Linked DNA regions of Hordeum vulgare: regions 1 and 2 are each linked to region 3. The links are chromatin contacts, called in public Hi-C maps. All regions are on one chromosome and are shown on one strand. The core of a region is the stretch at or near the end of the contact, and the rest is flanking DNA. Distances in the headings are between cores, read along the strand shown. Region 1 has its middle 170 kb from the start of LOC123404600. Region 2 holds the start of LOC123402497. Region 3 holds the start of LOC123404010 (probable aquaporin PIP2-2).

What was found. A called contact is a pair of places that touch in the nucleus more often than the background predicts.
Region 1: a Hi-C map of seedling shows a contact between it and region 3, with 6 times the contacts expected there. The contact joins the enhancer-like site here to the promoter of LOC123404010 in region 3. A contact is called at or near these places in 2 of 6 Hi-C or Micro-C datasets (leaf and seedling).
Region 2: a contact with region 3 is called in a Hi-C map of seedling, with 4 times the contacts expected there. The contact joins the promoter of LOC123402497 here to the promoter of LOC123404010 in region 3. A contact is called at or near these places in 4 of 6 Hi-C or Micro-C datasets (leaf and seedling) and 1 of 1 datasets of contacts at active chromatin or transcription factors (embryo).

What each region holds. Positions count from the first base shown.
Region 1 is chr6H:381,106,323-381,110,548 of MorexV3_pseudomolecules_assembly, reverse strand. No RefSeq gene overlaps it. Among protein-coding and RNA genes, the nearest start is that of LOC123404600, 170 kb to the left of the region's middle. Within about 2 kb of position 1,873, at least 3 of the 3 cell types and tissues checked have open chromatin away from gene starts, as enhancers often do. A contact at or near this core is called in leaf and seedling, where this site is marked.
Region 2 is chr6H:380,162,646-380,166,597 of MorexV3_pseudomolecules_assembly, reverse strand. It overlaps LOC123402497, which reads left to right and starts at 2,334. Exons shown (of 1, transcript XM_045096420.1): 1 at 2,334-3,284. The coding sequence starts at 2,514. The coding sequence ends at 3,050.
Region 3 is chr6H:380,627,118-380,631,200 of MorexV3_pseudomolecules_assembly, reverse strand. It overlaps LOC123404010 (probable aquaporin PIP2-2), which reads right to left and starts at 2,664. Exons shown (of 4, transcript XM_045097910.1): 1 at 2,200-2,664; 2 at 1,788-2,083; 3 at 402-542. The coding sequence starts at 2,515.

The DNA of each region.
Region 1 (4,226 bases), core at 624-3,123, 480 kb before region 3:
GGTATGATTTTGCCTCGTGGGCACATCCGTGCCTCTCCGAAAGGACAAAAGGCGAAAAAACGTATTTTCTTTATTTTTCTATCATGAAAGGCATGATTTTTTTGGTACGTGTTTTTGTGGAAAAAAAGTTTGTCAAGACGTATTAACACGGGATCTAGTTTTAATATGTCGATGCAAGAAACCCAGCGATGAAAATGATTCGAGACCTGGATGCACGGTTTAGGAGATAAAACGTTTTGAAAGTACGGATATACCAAAAATAAAACTTCCGGGATTGCGACAAGTGGCACGCATGCAGTGTATCACTTGTCGCAACCCGGGAAGGTGGGAGTGAAATTTGGAATGTGTACTTTTTACACCGCTGGTAGCTACTAATTGGGCCGGCCTAGGGAACCACATAGCACCTCCTATCTCCCGCGCGTCCTTATCGGGCCCATGAGGGGGCAAGACGTCTCTGTTTTTTAATTATTATTTTTTAATTTTTTCCTTTTGTAAAAATCGTAATTTTACAGAGAATAACTTCTTGTCTTTTCACAAGTGAATTCTGAAAAAGGAAATGTTTTCATGGCTAAGAAAATATTCAATATATTGAAACGAAATGTTCTTCTATTGGAAAAGTACTGTTGAATTCAAATAACAGTAAGAAATTTCATAAATAATTTTAATAGATTCAATTAAATGTTCATGATTTCCAAAAATGCCCTTTATTTCGAAAGAATGAATGTTTTCTACTTTGATTGAATATTCTTTAATTCTAATGTATAACTTTTTGTAACATTTTTTAGCAATGATGAAGTTTTTCATATTTGATAAACCAAAATTTATTTTCATGAAGACTTTTTTGTAACTTTATGAACAAAAATTGTATACAGAATAATTGTTTTGGGAAAAAAGCATAAACAAATTATGAATTTGATGAGCACTGTTTGAAAATCGATGAACAAATTCTTATTTGCCTAAATATTTTATTATTTCTATGAACAGTGTTAATAACTGATGACTAAAAAATTTATTCTATAAACATTTTTTTAGGTAACGTTATTTGTATCCGATGAACAATTTTTTTCAAGTATTTGATAAGAAAATATGCAATACAAGTGAGATCATAAAGAAAAAAAGACAAAATAAAAATCAAAGGAAAAAACAAAAACAAAAGGAAAGGAAAAGGAAAATCAAAAAAAAAGAATAAAATAAAAACTAAAAAGAAAAACTTAAAATAGAAAAAGAAAAAGGAAAAGGAAGTAGAAAAAAGAAAAATGAACGGATAATGGCCCGGCCCATATGTATACCCCTGCTTGACAGGAATAACCTTACTGGGAAAATCTTATACTGTATGACAGAGGCTCTATCAAATGGGAGGTCCTACACGGCGCCTTCAACGTTCCTTATGGTCGCCCGGCCCATATAGAATGTGTTGGTCCTTTAATAATCGAAAAAAGTTCATAAGACTTTCAAAAAAGTGCAATTTTCTGAAAAAAGTTCAATGATTATATAAAAAATTCCACCGATATTTTCAATATGTTTATATATTTTCAAAATTTTCAAAGAATTTAAAAACAAATCATAGATTTTCAAAAGGAGTTCCTCAATTATTAAAAACAGTTCATTGATTTTGAAAGAAGTTCAGGAATTTTAAATTATTGTAACCTATTTGCAAAAAATTCATCGATTCAAAAAAAATCATCTATTTTGACAAAAGTTCACCAATTTTGGAAAAAGTCCATCAATTTGGAACAAAGTTCACAGGCTAAAACTCAGTTCGGATCTCTAACTGCAGGCTCCCTTTATTAAAAATTGTCCGGAACCGGCGCCTGTGGCGCTAAATAGGGTTTCCTCTGTTAAACTGTCAAGGTTTCGCACAGGATTGATGAGCGAGCGACGCAACATGGACCGGCCCGTTAATGATTGCTATGACCTGGTTTTAGGAACCTTGTGTAGGTCCCAGACAGTATTTTCTGGTTTTGAAATTCTAGAAGGTTACTGCACTGGATGTTCTGTTAGTTTTTATAAATTTCCTTCTTTTATTTTTTCCCTATTATTTGTTTCCTCTCATTTTTTTCCCTTTTCTGTTTTTTACTTTTCTTTCTATATCTTATTTTTTCTTTTCGTTCCGTTCATTTCAAGTTATGGAGGTTCATAAAATGTTCACATTTGCAAAAACAATTCTAGATTTCGAAATGTGCTCGCAAATTTCAAAATATGTATGTGTTTTTAATTTAATTCAAGCGAGCTTCAGAAAAAATAAGTGTGTTTCCAAATATTATTCACGTTTTGTAAAAAAAAAATAGTTAAAACAATGTTCATAAATTCAAAAATGTTTGTCTTTTTTAGATTGTGTACATATATAAGAAAAATGTTCTTGTCTTCAAATTTTGTTCATAAATTACAAATAGTTTAGAATTTCAAATATTTGTTCGTTTCTTATGAAAAATGTTCCAAATTTTAAATATATAGTTTTAAATTTAAAAATGTTTGCATTTTCTAAAAATCCGAAAATGTTCCCAATTTCAAACTGTGTTCACAAATATATAAAAAAATCATTTTTGATAAAGAAAATGCAGAATAAAACAAATGTTCCCACGTTCAGTTTTTTCACAAACATTTAAAGAAATCATGACTTGAAATTGTTCAAGGATTTAAAAAAATGTTTCCACTTTAAAAATGTTCATCTTCCCGGATTTTTTTTAAAGTGTTCCCACTTTCAAATTTTGTGCATAAACAAAGGTGAACATTTTTTGCCAATTCAACAAATGTGATGGAATTTCAAAAGTAAAAGTTCATGTTTTGAAGTTTGTTCGAAAATTCAAAAAATGTGTGTTTTTGAAAATTTATTCATCGTTTCGATTTTTTTCCTGTTTTTCATAAAATGTCTGGGACATTCGAAAATGTGTTTGTAATTTCAAACAATGTACTCGTTTTACATTTTGTTCCATGAAAAAATAGGAGAATCCCAAGAAATGTTCGAGTTTTAAATTTTGAATGCAATTTTGAAAAAATAATCACTTTTAAAAATATATTTCCCTTTTGAAATAAGAGAATCACTTTCAAAATTTAAAAAAGTTTAAATCTCTTGCTACTTATAGTTCAGATATAGTACTCTGCCATTTTAGACGTAGATACCTAGGAATTAGAGTGGCCAGCGACCTCGTTAAGTAGCAGGAGGTATTCCATTCAATCCTTGACTCGAACTTTAGATTTTGGGGAATTGTCGTGAATGTTCAAGTTTTTGCGAGTCTCGCCCGTTTCTTCAGGTGTTGCAGTGCAAATCTAGCACAAGAGTTTGCCTGTCACAGCGGCTAGCACAGCGCGCACATGACTTAGAATTCAGGGCCTTCTTTCAGCTCATGAACATTAGATGGGCCGGCCAATGCGAGAAGCCCCCATTGCGAAACGCCAACTGTTTGAAGGTAGGAGCGTGACATAGGAGGTCTCATCTTACTGCAAGTACTCGCTCATACGATGTTTCCCTAACCACTCACCTACTGGCCTGAGCCATTGTTCTCATAGCCGGCACCAAATTGTCCTCTTTTCTTTTTGGTAAATGTTTATACCCGGCACGCCGGTCGAGTCTTCCGCCGGTCGCGCGGGACATGCGATTGGCTTTAATCAAGTGGTCCTTGTTCATCCGTCCAGACCCATGTGCAACAGACTCTTTTCTAGCTATACATTCAGTGCCTTATCCATCCACCAACCGCTCTTCTTTCTCCTCCAGCTCTTCTTCTAATCATTGAAAAAGCTTCGAGAGCATGGAATGAAAAGCTTCAATCCATGAGAAAAAGCTTCAACCGTTGAAAAAGGTTCGATTGTTGGTTTAAAAAAGCTTCATGTCCACGACCATGTCCGATCAGTTCGACCGCGAGATGCGCCCCCGCAGATCCTGACCCGTGAAGCTGCAACCGTTGACATAAAATGCTACAACCATTGATGAATAAAGCTGCAACCATACATATAAAAAGTTACAAACGGTCATTGCCATGGCGGAATGCTGCAACCGTTGACCTAAAATGCTACAACCGTTGATGAAAAAAGCTGCAACCAGACATATAAAAAATTGCAAGCGGTCATTGCCATGATGGAATGCTACAACCATTGATATAAAATGCTTCAACCGTTGATGAGAAAAGCTACAACTGAAATAATACAGAACGCATTAATCGAGCGCTGCTAAAAGATAATAGTTACAACCCTTTACAGAAAAGATTCGACTGTAGAGGGAAAAAGTTCCG
Region 2 (3,952 bases), core at 1,085-3,584, 460 kb after region 3:
CGTCTGGTAAGCCGCACCCTCCTCCTCCTCCTTGAGGCGCGCTACCTCCATTCTTGCATGCACTACGGCCGCTAGCGCATATTGGTACGCGGCCTTTGCCTCCTGGTCCTCTTCACGCACGATAAGGGGCGGCAACGGTCCAGCCAGCACGTCGCGGACGTCACGCCAACGCTGCTCCTCGTGCTCCGACGCAATGCAGGCCTCCCATTCAGGGTCTGCAACGTACACTGGCTTGCGCTGTTGTTCTGGCATCAACTGTTGCCGCTAGCGCCTCACCTCCATCGCATGCGCCTGCGCCGACCGCGGCACCGCTGGCATTGAGATCCTCTTCGGATCCAAATGTCAGTCGTGCAGCAACGTGACATCAGGATAAGGGAGGGAGATGTTGTGCTCCCAATGCCACCTCGCCTGGTGCACTGTTATGCTGATCCACGGCGAAGGAGGACGAAAAGACGCTAGCAAGGGTAGCGCGCAGACAGGGACGGTGGGGGACTTGCCCTTGTCTTTGCGAGAGCTCGAGCCGGAGAAGAAACCCATCATGGTGGCTAGGGTTTGTCGCAAGCGGGGAGGAGGGGAGAGGGCAGCAGGTGGCTAGATGGAAATAACTTTTGGAATAGGATAAGGCCGACCCTCCGAAAGCTTGGATTAGAAAAGGACGCCTAGGGTCGCTGGCGCATGTTAGTAAAGACGTCGACCGGACGCCACATATGGATGGGTGCAGACACGAGAGGCCGCGTGCCGTGCCGCTACACGTCCGTGTTAACGCATTTCAGTATTAAATTGAAACCTAGAATGGGTTCGTGCGAACGGGGAGCGGACACGTTTTAAAAATGAATCGTCACACCTTTATTTTTATCCGTAACGATTCAAACAAACTGTGACGGAGAATGGATCGTTCAGTTAAAGTAGTTCTAAGATATATGGATGTGACGAGGAAATTTGGGGATTGTCCCGTCCCTCCGGATTTGGCAACCGCGCGCGGGCTGTAGATGCTCTAACCCGATGACACCATCGCAACCTCGAGTGCATGGACCAGCGCATAGCTCTCGTCTCTAGCCTGGCACGCCTGTCGACCCGCCAATGCCAGCCACTTAACCGTTGAAACGCCGGTATCATATTCAGTCTCTTTGGCAAAAGCATGGCAACACCGCACGCATGGCTCCAAAGTCCAAGCGCATGCAGGACATACGACACTGTCCGTGTTAATCCTCGTGCACCCTACGACGCGTACACGAGCGGGTCGCCCATGTGGCCGAGCGGGCCCTACCCACTCCTGAGGCGACACGTACGCCCGGATCCGCGTGGCGACTGGGTCTACGGCTCTGGTCGCATGCATCCGCTCTCCTCGATCATCATGCATGCATGCAGGCAGGCAGGGGCCAAAGTTGCCAACAGATAACTATCCGGCACGTACGTGCGTGCGCGGCATCGATTGACGCTCTGATCCATGGAGTTTGGGACCCATGCATGGCCTGCCTGGAGCATCAATTATGGCCGACATTCATGAGCTAGCGAGCCTTAAATTTGTCGCGGAGAAAAGCCGGTGTAGTCCTCGATCCATATTCGACACGACGTTCGTCGTGTGATCTAGACACAAGTACGTCTATGTACAACTCGCCCCAGCCAAAAGCAATTCTACGGATATCGCTGACACAGCGGATGTTACCGACACGTATACTTCTATAGAGATGTCAAACATGACGAGATAATCCAACATCTGTGACTAAGCCAACTTCCATATGGAGAATAAACAAACTCAACTCCCTGGGGACCGGATTAGAGAACAAATTGCCAACAAATTCGATCTACTTCCTTCATTTTTAAATATGATTTTTTTTTAAAAATTTCATTAGAAGACCACGTACAAATGCATATAGACATATTGTAAATTAGATTCACTCATTTTCTGTCGTATGTAGTCTTCTACGATAGTAAATTTTTACAAACATATATATTTAAAAACGAAGGGAGTAGTATTATTCCAGTATTAGTTTCGGGGCGCGCTTCGGATAAGACTTTCTCATCATGTAGGACTGAATTGCTGACTTCCTTATCCACAAAGAAAATGTACCTAAAAAATATCCACAATGAAAATCACTAGGTCGACTACGTTAGCAGGTGCCAATAGCAACGCGCCAGCACCACCCGAAATCCTGTTAACCACACAAAACACCTACGTACGTGGCGGTTTGACACCGCGAAGAGGTGCGGGGCCCGGCCGGCAGCGGTTCGGCGCAGATATCATCCACGTAGCAATCCCAAACGTCAAGGGTAAAACAGTCATTCTATAAAACGGCCTTATCCACATCCTCCGCTTTCTGCTCTCGTCCTTCCGGCTCATATAAATCCCAGCCTAACCACCAGCGCACACCTTCCTTCCTACCTTCTGCCCGCCCGCGGTTTCACAGGTCTTCAACCTTCTCGCCTCCTTGCGCGATCTGCTTCACGTTTTTCCCCTCGCCGCTCCACGCGCGCGGTACGTTTGCACGGAGAGCAGGCACGGCACGGCCGCAATGGCGAGGAGCACGCGGTCGGTGGCGACAGAGCGCGCCTACAACCACTTTGCGCCGTCGTCCACGCGCGGCCTCATGGTCATGGGGTACCCGGCCACGGCAAGGGGCCCCGTCACGGCCGACGAGTTCGACGAGTCAGACATCTGGGGGTCGTTCAACCCGGCAGAGGAGGCCGAACAACTGGCAAGGTCGGGCGCCGAGCTACCCCGGGTCCGTGCAGTCCCGTCTGCCCGTCCCGGGAGGAAGGCGAAGCCGGTGGACAGGACCGGCGGGGGCGGCGCCGCGCACGGGTCGCTGCCCGTGGCCATACCGGACTGGTCCAAGATCCTTGGGGATGAGTACCATGGGCGCCAGGCCGGGGACTGGGAGCTGGACGACGCGGACGACGAGGACATCGAGGGCGCCCCGGTGGTGCCGCCGCACGAGCTGGCGTGGCGGCGCCGGGCCGCATCGCTGTCGGTGAACGACGGGATGGGGGTCGGCAGGATGCTCAAGGTCAGGGACGCGGTCTGGAAGAAGACGGGGTTCCAGGCCTGACGCGCTCGGGCCCGGCCTCGTCGCCACTACTACTCGTAGCTGTTTTCTTTTGACATGTCGATTCGGAATTTCGGATAAAGCTAGCTACTAGCTTGTAGAAGTTGGTTGTTTTGACCGAGTTTTGGGCTCCGGGGTAGAGAGAGGAGTGGATGCTGATGAGATGAGTGAATATTGATCATTGTTCGTCCCTGCTGTGCAGTGTTTTCCCGAGAGAACGCCGAACGTTTTCTGATACTGCGTAATTCTTTTGTGTAGCACGCAATGGATAGAGCACCTACTGCTAACTGTGCTTACCGCAGCAAAATGATTTGTTGAGAAGATGATCAGTCAGGCAAAATGGATAAATTTGACATATTGATGTAACTAATTCATAAAATGAACTCTAGCAAAAGAAATTCACACTCTAACATTTTTGTGTGGCGTCCCACACAAAGACGCCATACTACACTCTGTGGCGCCTTAGCATGAGGTGCCGCACCTTCGATCATGCTGGCACCCACTCACGGCCGATCCCCCCCCCCTCATGCAGGGTGGCGTCTAAGGCAAAGGCGCCACACTTGCAATGTGTACCGACTTGTTCTTAGGCGCCACACCTTGAATGATACAGCCGCGGGCCGGCCCTCCCCCATCCCCACCCCCACACATCTGAAGAACATTAGCTCCGTGCCCCTAGTTCCCTTTTCCTCCCTTCTCAAATTTCTCTCCAAATCAAGCAGACATGAAGGTTTGGTCCGAGGATTTCGACCCCAATCCCTTCTTTAAGGTAATCTCCCCCGATCCCCTTCCTCTCATCCAAAAAAATGCTCACATTTTTACAAGTTTGAGAAAACCCTGGTTCTTCATGAATTTTGGGTGTGTAGCTTTTGTTGCACTTTGCTAGGATTAGTCTTGTTTGTATGTAA
Region 3 (4,083 bases), core at 1,415-3,914:
AGTGTTGACACTGACACCAGCTAGCTAGCTGTTTAATTATTAATTTTGCCAGCCTTATCCTGCCGTTCATCTGCAGTATTTTCGAAAGCAGACGTCCGTTTGCAATATACTATTCATGTGTTATTTGTCAGCCTTATCCTGATTACTAATAAGTATATTAAGTAACTAATCATGATAAGTTTTCTTTTTAATATCAACTAAGCATGATAAGTTAATCAAATATATGCCGTGTGATTGTCAATTCAGTCTAGAGTTATCAAGTACTAGTCGATTGCGAGTTGTGATCAAAGTTAAGTAGCAGTAGCTGATAAATATTTTATGCCGTTGCTTAGCTGTACTAAGTATACTAGTCTAGTAGCATATAACTCTATTGGCCATGATAATGTACTGATGTCTCGTACTTGGTCATCCCAGGCCTTGTCAGTGTTGTAGATGACAGCAGCTCCCAAGCTTCTCGCGGGGTTGATGCCGGTGCCGGTGATGGGGATGGTGGCCAAGTGGACCATGAACACAGCGAATCCGATTGGGAGAGGAGCCAGCACCTGAGTAGATCAGTAAGTTCAAAACATTCAGATCAAGCCGTAAACACACATCAGCTTAACTAGCATGCACGCTGAGCAGTTACATCAAAGAGACTGACAAGAGCAAGCATCTTGCTCAATATTATACTGCTAATTAAGGACAAAACAAGTCGCTGATTTTGTAAATGTTGCTATACTTTTTAGGTTAATTGTAGATATTATTTCTAAATTGAATATACATTTCAACACAAAAGAAAGCCACTAAGAGCATGCTTGTTTGAGAATTGTGGAACTAGAAAGGGATGGTTCAACAAATCTGAAGGACAAAATAGGTCCAGGCATGACATTATCCCTGGACTTCTGCAATTTGTTCCTACCCATGGAATATATCTCGTCATTAATTGGTGGCGATCATTTTCGATTCGCCACCACAGATTTTCTGTAGACGATGAGGCGAGACAGCGACTAGTGCCTAATTGAACGAGAGAATCTTCCTATCTGCCTATTGGCACGCAGTGGATCAGACAAGAAGATACATTCGCACATGCAGGTGCTTGATGTAGAGTGATTCGTCAATTTTGGACCATAGATCTTGCATTTTTTGGGGCACTTTAGCATTTAGGTTCATTAAAATGCTTCATTTTGTCAGGATTTGTGAACTTGGTTGCCCTACTCCGGCGCTCCCTCCCAAAAGTATTTTGCTACTATAGCACTGCAAAAATGCTATATCTACGTAAGTAACTAACGTAAACTTACGTTCCTTATTTCCTTAACCAATCACCGGTCCCCTGATTTTTAGGGATGGGCCTGTATTGTTTTTATCTTTCAACTAACTCATGCCAGATCATCTTAAACGTAAGTTTACGTTAAAAACTTACGTAGATGTATCAAAGCTCATAGCACTGGTAGTAGAAATTGAGTATATGATTTGATAATCGCTTTTTAGTTTTTACCAACTATTAACTTCAGTAATTCGAGTTTAACTTACTAGAATATTCTTTCTGAGCACACTTGTTAGAATGTTTTCTCGTTCTTAAGTAAGTTGTTCCAATACTAAGTCAACGACTTCCGCAGCACTTTGATCTGCAGCCAATTCTATCATTGGCCATAAACCCATATACTCTAAAGTGTACTTTTCTTTTGATGGACACTGTAAAGTGTCTCTATGGTTTAATGGTATATATACTGCTACGCTATAGTAGCCATGAGCGATGCAACTAGCGAGACGTTTCAGTAGCCAGTCTCAGTAGTAGTACTAGTACTCACCGGGATGTGGGAATCACGGGCGTTGCGCTTGGGGTCGGTGGCGGAGAAGACCGTGTAGACGAGCACGAAGGTGCCGATGATCTCGGCCGCTAGACCGGTGCCCTTGGAGTAGCCTGCGCTGAGCTCGTTGGCGCCACCGCCGTACCGCACGTAGTAGGAGCTCTGGAAGCCCTTGACAAGGCCGACGCCGCAGATGGCGCCGAGGCACTGCGCGATGATGTAGAGCAGCGCCCGGATGAGCGACACCTTCCTCGCCAGGAACAACCCGAAGGTCACCGCCGGGTTGATGTGTCCACCTATGCATCGTGAAGAGAGAACGCGGGTCAGTCACACGCATGTGCATGATGCATGCATACATGCAGTTAGTATGCGCGAGAAGTTAAGAGAACTAGTGGTCGATCGACGGACGGACCTGAGACGCCGGCGGTGCAGTAGACGAGGACGAAGATCATGCCGCCGAAGGCCCATGCTATGCCGAGGATGCCGACGCCGCTGCAGGCCGCGTCGGTGGTGTTGACGGTGGGGTCGGACTGGTGCTTGTACCCGATGACGGTGGCCACGGTGATGTAGAGGAAGAGGAGCGTGGCGACGAACTCGGCGATCACCGCGCGGTACAGCGACCACTTGGTCAGCTCCTCGAAGTCCACGATCGGCGCCGGGGGCGGGTCCGAGTAGTCCTTGCTGGAGAACTCGCCCCCTTGGGGTGCCGCCTCAATGTCCTTGGCCATTGCTAAGCTAGCTCAACCTAGTGCCCTCTAGCTTGAACGGTGCTTGCTGCAGTTGTTCAGTGTGAGGAGAAAGGGGAGGGCCGGTCAGGTATATATGGGACGTGAGAGGGTGGCTCGTGCCGGGGAGAGGACGAGCTCATCATCAGCTCGAGTTTGGCCTGTTAAGGGGGGAGGCAGATTGATTATTAGCGAGGGATAAGGTTTTCTGCTTAGTTTTTGGGAGGTTTTGGGTTATAATTTGCCGCCCACAACCGACTATAGCATCATCGTTAGGTCGTTTTCGGAGCCTAACGAACTGGTGGCTAGTGATCAATTGGAGGGGAGGGGCTGTTTTCTAAGGTATGTGCAGTGCAGTGCAGTGCAGTGCGCTTACGTTGCTGCTGTACCGCCCTGGAAAAAAGAATATGCAGAAAGTTCAGAAAGCGCACCAAAGTGTTCTACTCTCGTTGCTTCTCGTTGCTGGTCACTGGCAAGCAACACATCATCAGTGATGGCAAAAAAAAAAGAGAGGATATAGCGACCTTTATCTAGGGGCGTGTAGAGTTAGCATGGGTTTTGCAGATGTCTTGGAACGATCAACGATGTGTCCGTTCCAAATGCATGCATGCATATGCAGCTCCAAGTAACTTTTGCTGTAGCGCCGACTACTCCCGACAATTTGGCAGTCCTACCTTTCAGAAAACAATTCAGTATACACAGACAATGACAGGAATTTCAACAGGTTCAGTATATACATGCTTATCCACCAATGGAGATGCCCAGAAACTTGATTGCCACCAATAACAAACAAGGACAGCGAATCATCGCTAAGACAGACAGCTCGCGCAGCTACTCTGCAAATGGAGATTCCTAACAGTAGCCTGATTAGTTGCAGCCTGCAAGCTGTATGACGTGAAGGCATAATAAGCTGCTCCCCCGCTCTTCTCCCCCCTTGCAGAAAACGTGCTCCCGAAATTTGAAGCCCGGCTGGTTAGGTCTCGCCTTTGTGCTTACGGAGAAATCGTGAACCATCGGTGGTCGCTTTCTCTGATCAAGACAAGTATAACAACGAAACAGATAGGCGCAGAACGTTCCTGTCTGCGAATATTTCTAGTATAGTACGTATACTCTACTACGGTGGAGTGGGCCCCTCGACCGATGACATCTCCTCCATTTTCCTTTCCCTCCCGCTACAACTCGTTCCCTGTAACGAACTCCCTCGAGATGCACAACGTACGTATTCTCATACGTCCATACGGCTCCTACTGGGACACGTGGGACAACAGAGACCTTCAGATTTACGGTATCCACATCAGCCGCGCGCGACCAGCCAATCCGGCGGTGCCACCTACGATCATGTGGCTGGAAAGCACCGGGCGGCTCGGGTCGCTCTCACGGCCCAATCATTCAGATTTTAGGAGATGCACCCGTCGACGTAGCTAGCAGCTAGTACTACAACTGTGATGCGGCTCGGACTTTATGCCGACGCAGGACAAGAGCTTGTTCTTGCACGCAAAAGAAACAAGAGCTCACACATTGCATGTAAAATTTACATCTTTGTGTGAAAAGAATGTATTAAAATCGTTAAG